Linked DNA regions of Arachis hypogaea: region 1 is linked to region 2. Evidence: chromatin contacts called from public Hi-C data. All regions are on one chromosome and are shown on one strand. The core of a region is the stretch at or near the end of the contact, and the rest is flanking DNA. Distances in the headings are between cores, read along the strand shown.

Region 1 (6,016 bases), core at 1,839-4,338, 650 kb before region 2:
GTTATCCAGGATTCATAGAAATCCGAACTGACCAGACTGTGACTGTATCAAAAGAAACTACAAAATATACCAAAAAATAAATAAATAAGTAAATTCCAAAATCATAAATAGTATGCAGGATGTAACACATAATATCCACCCACCCGTATGTATGACCGAGAAAAGGCATTTCTGAATTCCGAGTCATCAAGCTTCCTTATCTGTAAGAAAGTACCAGTAATAGTTAAAAATATTAATATCATGAAAAATCCAGCTCATGAAAAATATTACATGACAAGGGTTTACAACACTTACAGCATATTTCATGTCATCATAATTTGTATAATCCACTATCCCAGTCATACCTACAAGTATACCAACATTAATGAATCATGTGAAAATTGGAACAAAAAGACTAGCTCAAAAAAGCCTAGGAAGTTAATCTGAGAGTTGCAATGAAGAGACAATTGGCAATTTTTCCTAGACTGACTTCCCCCTAAAATAAGTTATTCACCCAGCCACCTACATCAGTATCACCATTTGAAATTACTAGAAAACATAACCAACTCAAATAGCCAATATCATTGGGCTAGCTTATTCTGTTCAAATAAAGATTGATATGATGCTTGGCGAAATCTCAGATGACAGATTATTGTTGTATACAAACCAATATGAAGTTATAAAGTATATACGTGCTTGCCTAGCCTGATTCAATATTATTATGTTGACTATTTAGCCCTTACAAGCCCATCCAACTAACAATCCCAACAACTTCTTGAATAACCCGAATACTAGTTTTACCAAAGACAACTTTATATCTCACCCCTCAATGCCTAAGATCTAAATCTTCTTGTATCATTACCCTTCCTCATTAATTTTGCAAGGAAAAAAAATGCAGGGCATAAAGGAATTTCCTCATTCTACTTGAACTTAACATCTAGGCAGTGGATATGTGTGTGCTGTGCACTGAGCACCCTTCAGCAATCAGCATTAACCATTTTGAAATCAAATGATATGAAACTTAAGCCAATTTCTATTTTAATAAGCTTACCACCACGCTCACGGAAGACTTGAGAAAAACACACATCACCAGCTCTTCGCATATGATCCTAACCATGTAAAACGACAATCAGCAAACATTAAAAATACCATCAATCCCCTGCATGCTAAAACTCTAGCATATCTCAAGTGTTTGTAGTGAAGAATCGGTCCATACTTTCAGGTCTTGCCATGAAGCAGAAGGGGGTAATCCTGTTACAAGAACTACACAAACACAAAATAAAAAACAACGAAAAAAGGAAGAAAAAGAGAAAAAGTCAACAAAAGAAGAGTTTCTTTCCATGGAAAATAAGAAAATAAAGAAAGAAAAAACTAAGAATAAACTAGTATAGAGAGATACATAGCTATAAAAAATTCAATGAAGAAATAATGCATACCACGATAATCGGAACGCCTGGAAACTCCACGGCTACTGCTACTACCACTATAGCTACTATAGCGGTCTACTGATGATGTATGACCCCGTCCACCGTGTGCAAGTTCAACCTACAGTAACAAATAAAGGTCAAAAGTTCATAATAATTGAAGATATTGTTCCAAGTAACTCCAAAGGACAAGAAAAGTAAGAAAAAATGCACTGACCCGTAACCGAAAACCATCAAAGTTGTAACCATCTCTATAGTAAATGGCATCTTCAGCATCACGGATATCCTCAAACTGCAAAATATAATGTTCAATACACAATGTAAAAAAGTGATCTAGACCCTGAGGAAAATACTGCCTCATATCCTTACAACATGAAATTCAGACACACCTCCACAAAGGCATAACCTGGTGGTCTCGGAGGAATCTTCAGATCAATGTCAACAATAGGACCAAACTGCAATTAGAGGACAAACAAAACAATTAAGGATCATCAGCAACAAATTCCAGATGTACTTGTCCACAATGACATTCCAAAACAAACTTTGTGTTCCCCATTACCATGGCTGGAAGAAAAAAAAAAATTGGAATGAGACTTCAAAGCTCAACTGAAAATTTCAATTGACCAAGTCAAATATAGATCTTCACTATTGATTAGATTCTCTTGTAAGTTTTATATAAGGATCAATCTTGCCATCAATGGTGAAAACCAAGACTTGATATAGTCAAGTGGAATCTCCAATTGAGATGATCCATTCCACGAAACAATGCATAATAATTGATAGAATTAAGGATTCTTCACTGCTTAATTCAGCCTTTTTTATCCCCTAAAATATACTCCGGAAATGAAACCATATCTCGTCCAAATGCTAAACTAAACAAAAAGTGACGATCAATGTTTAAAGACTTCCAAAATTATTTAACATAACCGTGAAGATAACCTGAATTTATATATGTTTTTGGACATATAATAAAAACAATAATAGATAACAACAAATAAATAAAAGTACCTTGTAGAAAAGATCCTCTACTTCCCTCAAGCGAACATCGCCAGGAAGATTGCCAACATAAATTGTGCGACTAGACCGTCTAGCCATTTTTCTTCGCCCGAAGCACTGTTTAACTCACTTAGTCATTTTTCGTCATAAATCTCCAAACAAACTAATAATTAACACTAATCATCATCATAATAATAACAATCATAAGTTGATAAAGTACTGATCAGGGAAATTGAAATGAAATCAAGCGTGGTTAAAATAACAATTAAGACCTTTTCACTCCGAGCCTTCCCAGACGATAATCCATTTAACGTAGTTTAAACCTTAACATATGGTTTCCAAAAAAAAAAATGCAATACTAGAATGAAATCCTGTGTGTATTAGGAATTTTAAAGAAGAAGAATTTGACACTGATGAAGGAAATGGCAATGAACAGTGTTGAGGATTCGAGAGAGAAGACAAAGAAGCGTACCTGAAATGAGAAGAAGCTGAGAGAAGCTTATGGAAGGTGAAGGTTAAAGTGAGAGAGAAACAGAGACAGATAGAGAAAATATATTTATTGAGCAAAATCAGAGCACGGAGAACTGGACAAGTGTTGAGGCGACACGTGCATGGCCTTACATGGTGCTCAAGAACTCAACCATGAAATCTACGCCGTTCAAGGCCAATGAATTTTCATACGTGTCTTCAGCAGATGACACTGACCGGTAGTTTTCCAATATAGAAGCTAGACTAATTATCCAAATAGGTCTCAAAAATTTTAAAAGTGAATATTTTATTTTAATTTTTAAATAAATTAATATATAGGTTAATTTTAAAATTTTATTTTGGTAGATAAATCGATCTTTAATTTATTTTTTGATAGAATAATTATCTAAATCAATTTCTAAAAATTTTAAAAATAAATATTTAAATTCCCAAAAAGTTAATATAGAGACCAATCTCAATATTTTTCTCCGTCAAAATTATTTATAAAAGATGAGTTATATTCAAATATTATATATTTATCTTTGTTTATAAACTTTTGTCAAGTGGTAAGCTAAAATATTGATCTGTATTTAAAGAATTTTTTATTTGTCTACAAAAAGTACAAAGAAAAAAATAATTATGTATTTTTTTTGAATTTATAGATTTAACTGTAAAAAAATATTTAAATAGATCTAAAGTAATTTTTAAATTTGTACCGAGTAAAAATTTTTTACAATTTCTCGTATATTACCTTATCAATAAATTCTTGAGCCTCCAAAAACTATAAAATTTAGAAACTAATAAATATACTATATGCCAATATCAATTTTATTAAATTTGAATGACGATTTAAGAGAGAAAAAGAATAAAGCCTGTAAAATTGAAATGTTTTTGTTTCGCATTGGATTTCTTACACATGTTTAACAAAAGAAGTCATTAATCCCTCTCTATATCTTCAAATCTATTTCTAACTAATATAACCTCTTTTTGTGTGATATCTATTATTTATTCTAATTTTACAACTAAAATATGCTACATGTCACTTTTTTATTGTAATTGGAATCAAATTTTTTTCTCCAAAATTAAAGAATTTTTCTCTCCTTCTTACTAATTTTACAACTAAAATGTGTCATATATTACTCTCTCGTTGTAATTTAAATAAAATTTTTCCTTTCAAAATTAAAGAATTCTTCTCTTCTCTATACTAATTTTATAACCAAAATGTGCTACATGTCACTCCCTCATTGCAATTGAAATCAAATCTTTCCCTCCAAAATTAAAGAGTTCTCCCCTCCTCCATCTTTCTTTCTCTATCTCTCTCATTTGTTCAACCACTCTATCTATTTTATATATCATTATTAATATTAATATCAATGACTAATTACTAATTTGACAATCAAAATGTACAACATGACATTCTTTAATTGCTTTAAAATTAAAATTGAAATATTAAAATTGAAATTGAAATATATCTATATTATGTATCATAATCATATATTATTATCTAATTTAATAATCAAATGTGTCACATGATACTCTCTTATTAAAATTGAGCGAAAATATTATTTTTCAAAATTAATAAATTCCCTTCCTAAATTCTCTCATCTACCTCTCTCCATTTTTTTTATTTCTCTCTACCATTTTTACTCTATATATAATTTATATTTTATATTAGTAATTTGACAAATCAAAATATGTCATCCGATATTTTTTTGTTATAATTAAAATAAAATTTTTTCTTCCAAAGTTAACAAACTCTCACTCTCATTTTTTCATCTTTATCTTTCTTTTTTTTTTTCTCTCGTTCTCTATTTTTTCTACCTTTTTATTCTACAGAAAATAAAATAATATAATTCAAATAAAAAATATTATTATTATTATTAGAGTAAAGTATCATTTTTATCCCCAACGTTTGGGGTAAATCCTATATGTGTCTCTAACGTTTAAATCGTCCTATTTGTATCCCTAACGTTTGTAAAAGTGATTCAATGTTATCCTACCGTCAATTACACATCATGAGCGGTTTAGTTTAAGTTTTAAAAATCTCTTCTTGAAGTTAGAATACAAATATCTGTGATAGAATCGATGATCTACTCTGAAAAATAGCTCATCAAATGTTGAAACTAATTCCTACAACATTTACATAATTCACTTTTCTAGGGACATAATTGAATCTAAACACAAATAATGGGTATAATATTAAAATCGAACACATCCAAGTGAGAATAATTTAAAAATATAATCTGATTTGTTAGTATAATTGATAGTAGGATAATATTGAATCACTTTTATAAACGTTAAGGATACAAATAGGACGATTTAAACGTTAGGGACACAAATAGAACTTACCACAAACGTTGGGGACAAAAACGATACTTTACTCTTATTATTATATACATATTTTTTTAGTTTTTTATTTAATTTTAAATTTTTACCGCTTATCTTTTTAATCTATATACTTTCATTTCTCTTCTTTCAAATATTTATTACATATAATTTGGAGAGAATACTAATGTTATAATTAAAAGTTGGAATCAAGATTCAATTGTTTTAAAAAAATTAGTTTTAATTAATTTTATAAATATCCATATAATTTTTTTATACTAATATCTAATTATATTTATATATATAGAGAGAAAAAATATTATTTTTAAATAACAAATTAATTATTTCTATTTGTGCAACAGACTTAACACCTAATTAAATGTAAAAGTATACACGTTAAATTGTTTCAAATTTTAGATAACGAATGTTAAAATTAATTATTAATAAAAAATGAGACTTTTTCATATAAAAATAATAACTAAAAATTTTATTATTTGATTTTTTATCTATAGATACATTGGTCTTCTTAGTCAGAGACTTTTGTCAACCTACGACTTTTTTTTGTAAAAGTAGTTTGATTTTATAAATCTTTTGTGTCATGCATAATCTGTACTGTCAAAATAAAATGAACCGTAATCTTAAAAAATATATATTCCCATAATATTATTATGAATAAAAATATTAATTTTAATCTAATAATAGGTACGTATAATGTTATTTTTTACTAACATGAGTTAGTTTCGCTCTTATAAGTTTGTTGCTGAAAAAGAAAAAAAAAATTAATTTACTATCTATCACTAGTATAAAATTGTTTTTCATAACTT
Region 2 (6,457 bases), core at 1,946-4,445:
CGAATCAGCCTAGTTCGAATTACTGTTAGTGTGTAATTCGAACTAGGTGAATTCGAATTACATGTTTTGGGTGACTCCTCATAATTTGAATCAACATGATTCGAATTATATATAAATGAAGTTCGAGCTTAGCTGATTCGAACTACATATTAATGTGTTTTGGTTGATTGATGAAGCTGAATTCGGATTGGCTTAATCATGTAAATTTGTGCTCTCCTTGGCTTATTTAGGTTTTTTACCCAATTTAATATGTATATTTTATATTTCATTGGTGTTAATAAGTCTGATGCACACATAATAATTAATTTTGATGTTTTCTATTTAAAAATAATATTTTTCTCTGTATGTATAAAAATATAATTAGATATTAGCATAAAATAAATTTATATTGATAATTATAAAATTAACTCAAATTTTACTTTTTTAAAATGATTGAATCTTGATTCTAACTTTTGATCACAATATTAGTATTTTTTTAAAATTATATGTAATAAATATTTGAATAAAAAGAAGTAAATATATATATATATATATATATTAGAAAGATAAGCAGTAAAATTTAAAACTAAATAAAAAAGTATGCATATAATAATATTTTTTATTTAAACTATATTATATTGTTAATTTTATTTTTGTAGAATAGAAAGGTAGAGAAAAATAGAGAATGCGAGAAAAGAAAGAGAAAGATAAAGAAGAAGAATGAGAGAGAGAGTTTGTTAATTTTGGAAGTTAAGAAAGAATTTTATTTTAATTGTAATAAAAAAATATCTGGTCACACATACATTTTGATTTGTCAAACTACTAATATAAAATATAAATTATATAGAATGAGAAGGATAGAAAGAAATAGAAAAGAGAGAGGTAGATAAGAGAATGTAAGAAGGAGGAGATTTATTAATTTTGGAGAGAAATATTTTCTCTAAATTTTAATAAGAGAGCGTCATGTATTATAATTTAGTTATTAAATTAGTTAGTAATATATAAATATAATATATAATATAGCTATATTTTAATTTTAATTTTAATTTAATTTGAATGCTATTAGAGAATGCCATGCTGTATATTTTGATTGTCAAATTTGTAATTAGTCAATGATAATAATATATAAGAGAGATAGAGTGAGTGAACGAATGAGAGAGATAGAACAACAGAGAGAGAAGATGAGAGAACTCTTTAATATTGGAGGGAAAATTTTGATTTGAATTGCAACGAAGGAATGACATGTGACACATTTTGGTTGTAAAATTAGTAATATATAATAAAGTAAAAAGGATATTATATAAAATATAATATAAAATATAAATTATAAATTATAAATTATATATAGAGTGGGAAAGATAGAGATAAATAAAAGAGAAAGAGAGAGAGAAGTAGATAAGAGAATGCAAGAAGGAGGAGGTTTATTAATTTTGAAGAGAAATGTTTTTTTCTAAATTTTAATAAGAGAGTGTCATGTAACACATTTTAGTTATTAAATTAGTTAGTAATATATAAATATAATATATAATATAACTATATTTTAATTTTAATTTTAATTTTAGTTTAATTTGAATACGATTAGAGAATGCCATGTTGTATATTTTGATTATCAAATTTGTAATTAGTTATTGATAATGATATATAAGAGAGATAGAGTGAGGGAAGGAATGTGAGAGATAGAGTAATGGAGAGAGATTCTTTAATTTTAGCGGAAAAAATTTAATTTCAATTGTAATGAGAAAATGACATATGGCATATTTTGGTTGTAAAATTAGTAATATATAATAGAATAATAGATATATAAATATAATATATAATATAACTATATTTTAATTTTAATATTTTAATTTTAATTTAATTTGAATGTAATTAGAGAATGCCATGTTGAATATTGTGATTGTTAAATTTATAATTAATCATTGATAATGAAAATGAATAATGATATGTAAGAGTAGGGATGGTAAAACTCCCTGAGACGCAGGGATCCTTACGGGGACTGCCCCGAATGGGGATCCGACTATGGGAAATTTTTTCCGTGGGATGGGACGGGAGACAAAATTCTCCCGAGGCAGGCGCGGAGACCCGAGCGGGGATCCCCGCCCCATCCCCGCTAATCCCCGAAATTCATAAATTTACTAAATTGTCCTTAATAGTTTATTTCTCATATATGTTTTTTAGTCATTTCACACACACATATATATATAATCCTCATTTGCATAACCCTTCTTTAATTTAGAAATCCCTAACACTGCTCATACTCCATCCAACCTCTTTGCAGCCACCCTCTCGTCACTCTCCCTTCTCACCGTATCGTCACACCTCACTGTGCCATGATCCTCACCGCGTCGTGCTCTCTATTTGCGGCGTTCCTTTCCGTAACTCTATTGTCGTGTCCATTGTCCTCTCTGTTGCCGCATCTCCCACCTTATCCTCTTCTCTGTCCTCTGGCTCGCCATTGCGTCCCCCCACTGCTTCATTTCGAAAGAAGTCATCATCTTGTCGTTTAGACTTTTTGTATAAATCTTGTTGTTTTTGTATAGAATGGATACTTACACCTCTATTCATATGGAAATTAATAATTAGTTAGAACTATCAGACAGATTGGGAATGGGATCCCCGCGGGAAATAAGGCCCTGTGGGGAATGGGAATGGGAATGGGGAGCAATATTCCCCCACGGCGGAGAATGAAAACGCAGACGGAGAGTAAATCTGAGGGCGGGATGGGGAGCAGGAAGGCATCCCCCGCCCCCCGCCCCCCGCCCTCCGCCCTTTCCCATTGACATCCCTATATAAGAGAAATAGAGTGAGTGAAGGAATGAGAGAGATAGAGAAATGGAGAGAGAGAGAGGAGAAGAGAACTCTTTAGTTTTGGAGAAAAAGATTTGATTTCAATTATAATAAAAGAGTAACATAAAATTTAACATATGACATATTTTAATTGTAAAATTAGTAATATATAATAAACAATAAATATAAAAATACTCTATTAGGTAATAAATAAATTTGATCGATTAACTCAAATTTTTTATTTAGCAAAAATATAATTTTATTTTTTTAATTCGACACTAAATACATTTTAGAAATAAACCAACCAACATATTTATATTACTTTTTATCTTTGGAAACAAAATTCACTTTGCCAAATTAATTGCATCTTTTAAGATACGAGAATTGCTTTTTGGTGTCTAAGATATGAGAATTTGAAAAGGAAAATCATTTTCAAAAATAAAAGAATAAAATAGAAAATATTTTCACACACTCTCTCTCTCGTTTTATTTTTTCGGTATATTTTTCACGGTCTTTATAAACTTGACGTACCTGTTTTATTCTGGTTGGTCCAAGGAACATAAATTTTTTTTTTGTCAATGAATTAGACAATTTCCAATCCTAAATACACAACACACCCACCCACTCACATGTCTTTTGTATTTGTGGCCCAATTGTAGTTCTGTGTTTTTTTCTTGATAAAGTGAGGCAGGTTGTTCTAAGCCCAAGGGAAAACGAAGGAAAAAGCTGAAGAAGAAGAAGAAGAATCAATTGTCCAAAAAGAACAAGAAGAATCAGTCCAAAAAGAAGAAGAAGAAACTAGAGCTTGGATTCAACTGCAGCGTGGTTGGGTGGAGTCTGGAGTGTATTCAATGAAATCGAGGTTGTAATATGGTGGTGGTTGTACGGTTATCGAAGCAGTCCCAGTGCCTTCTCGGACCCAAGACCTTCGATTATGGCTTCCTCCTTTTCCTCCTCTTCTTCCATCTCTTCCTACCTTACTCTTCCGGTTAGCTTCTCTCTCTTATAATCTTCTCGGATTAGATGTGCTCTTGAGCTTAATCAATCAACACACAAGACAGAAACAAATATATATGAAAGATTGAGATTTTACACCTTCATTTTGTGAAATACAGACAGGGTATATTTTGGTTAGTTATGATCTTGGAAACCTTTCAATTTGTTAAAAATTCAATTTTTTTTTTATCTTTTTTGGCCAAAGATAGATTCACCCGCTCAGCCATGTTATGACCAAAATTGGTGTTACATTATTCGTTTCTTATTAGTAGCAAGTTAGTGACTTAACACACACTGGCAACACATCCAAGCAGGTCATTCAATCTTTTATTTCATTTGATTATCTCAGAAACGGGGTTCTGTTCTTGTGCCGATCGTTATTTTTTGAGTTCTTTGCAAATTGCAGCAGGGGTTTATGCACTTACATGTAACTTTAGTTCCATTTGGTTAGTAACTAGAGAGAAGTATTTGTTTGCTTCGAGCACATTTAATGCGTGCTTCAATGGGGTTCTACTTCTTCACCGAATGCTATTTTTTAGTTCGTTGTGATTTGCAGCCGGGTTATATGAACTAGTGAGTGTAACTAAAAGTGTTGCAGTTGCAGTGTGTTATGGCCATCCATTCATGATGCGGTGAAGCATATTAAAAATTGGCAATCTTGATGGAACCGATTGATTGCCACTGGATTTGAAGAATAGAAAATGGGTTTACTGAGGCTTTGGATATTATGTTTACTTGAACTAGATACAACTAACCAGAAACCAAAAATTTGTTTCTCCTTTTCTCCCTTCTTTCTCTTGGATGTAGACAAATACAGGAGAGTGACTGCTTTTTGGCTTAGCTCGTTAAGATCCTTGTTTAATCCTAATTTTCCATCATGTTCTAGTTTTGTCATTAATGAATGCGCAATATGCAGTAGGACTCTGCCTGAAAAATATTTTGGCAATAGATCAATCACTAACCTCCTGTAGTTAGATTGCCTTGAACAACTTTTTATATCCCCATATTGTGGATATCAAGTGGTAGAAGATGTAAAGATGTTACTTCTATGTTGTCACAGTTTGCTCTCGAAATGAACTTCGCATTCCATTTTCTGCGTTCTTCTTTTACTAGTACATGGAGTACCCAGAAAAGTTGGGATGTTTAGGCACCTGTCTTAGGTATCACATGTGTAACATTCTGATGGTTATATAATTGAGCAAATGAGGTTGTTAAAATAGTTTTGGTAGATCAAACTTTATTTAGCCTGTTACCACTTCATTCGTAAATGAATTTCTTCCAGAATTGTATTCAATACTTCATTCAGTTGTGAATTCTTCCCTTTTTGTAATCACAGGTAAACCCAGTGGAGTATGTGTTTCTCAAGGTGGTCGATTTCCTGCCTTTAAATCAGAGGGTTACCCTCCCAGAAAGGGTCCCAAAGATCTGACTCTTTGTCGGATTTTTCGCAAAAACACTTGTTGTGACATAAGCCACACACATCCTGCATTGCTAGCTGTAAGAAAACTTGCTTCTACTGGGGAAGCTGGGCATGAGTGCTTGCACTTATGGGAAATGTTGGAATGTGCAATATGCGATCCACGCGTTGGTACTCAACCTGGACCTCCTCTTATTTGTGCATCCTTCTGCGAAAGAATATACAAGGCATGCTCGAATGCTTACTTCTCTATGGATGTGAAAACACAGGTATACATGGCTGACTCTGACTTTTGAAAAGAAAATATATATTGGATCGAAGGAATGTGTTTGGGTCCTTTATTTGATTTGTTTTAAAACAATAACTTTATCCAAATTAATCATTTAGTTTACATGTAGTTATTCGCTTCGGGTCATGATTGGTTTGTATTTTATAATGCATAACAGATTTGCGAACTGTTGTTTTATTGTTAAGATTAGATGCCCTAAGTATTTTTAAGGGATATTTTTCAACATATATATTCAGGAAATGTAGTTATTCATGATTAGTCTTTCTGAACCACAACATTGGATCCTTATATATATCTATTTTTCGTTTGACTTTTACCACCAGCTGCTAGCACCTTGTGGAGTAAATGACTTTGTGTGTGGTAGGGCTGCTGAATGGGTCTCCAATGGTACGGATCTTTGTGTTGCTGCAGGTTTTCAAGTGAAACCATCTGATATGATACACGCTGCCTCTGAAGAAACTCTTTGCTATGGTGATATGGCGAGTCTAAATTCGGTTGCTGATTCATGGAAAGCTTCTCAGTTTGATCTGACTGAGAAAGCTGATTTCCAACAATGGGTTAGGAAAATCCCATTCATTGAAAGAGTTTCTTGGGCCATAGGAGGGATGGTTCTAACTGCCGGATTGGTGTTTATAAGGTCAGAATGCAATTCTTTTCCCTTGTATCATTTTTCTTTTCTTAAGTGAACTAGCTTTAGTCCCATTTCTCTTACTTTGCACATCCTGTCAAATTGACTGTGATTCTTGATAAACCAGTATTTGTATTCTCCCCTTATGCTACTTAATTCTAAATACAACTGCATTACATGAATTCTGGATCTTGTCATATACTGTATGCAGTATATATGCATTGAGAAATGGTTCCTTTCTTCAATTTTGTTAGATTGTTCTCTCTATTCTTGTTTACATTGATGTCATAATCATTGCAGCAAAAGAAAAAGCCATAGCCAACGCCATAAGCTCGCCGCTATAAGGCGAACTGCGAGGAAG

What was found. Hi-C and Micro-C count contacts between places; a contact is called where the count stands out from the background.
Region 1: a Hi-C map of leaf shows a contact between it and region 2, with 2.3 times the contacts expected there. The contact joins the promoter of LOC112775264 here to the promoter of LOC112776479 in region 2. A contact is called at or near these places in 2 of 8 Hi-C or Micro-C datasets (both in leaf).

The regions. Positions count from the first base shown.
Region 1 is chr19:38,863,963-38,869,978 of arahy.Tifrunner.gnm2.J5K5, reverse strand. It overlaps LOC112775264 (serine/arginine-rich splicing factor SR30), which reads right to left and starts at 3,088. Exons shown (of 14, transcript XR_011877026.1): 1 at 2,872-3,088; 2 at 2,412-2,516; 3 at 1,793-1,858; 4 at 1,621-1,695; 5 at 1,416-1,524; 6 at 1,196-1,242; 7 at 1,031-1,088; 8 at 295-344; 9 at 144-200.
Region 2 is chr19:38,218,502-38,224,958 of arahy.Tifrunner.gnm2.J5K5, reverse strand. LOC112776479 (folate-binding protein 1) reads left to right here and starts at 3,195. Exons shown (of 4, transcript XM_025820667.2): 1 at 3,195-3,754; 2 at 5,099-5,448; 3 at 5,792-6,105; 4 at 6,397-6,457. The coding sequence starts at 3,637.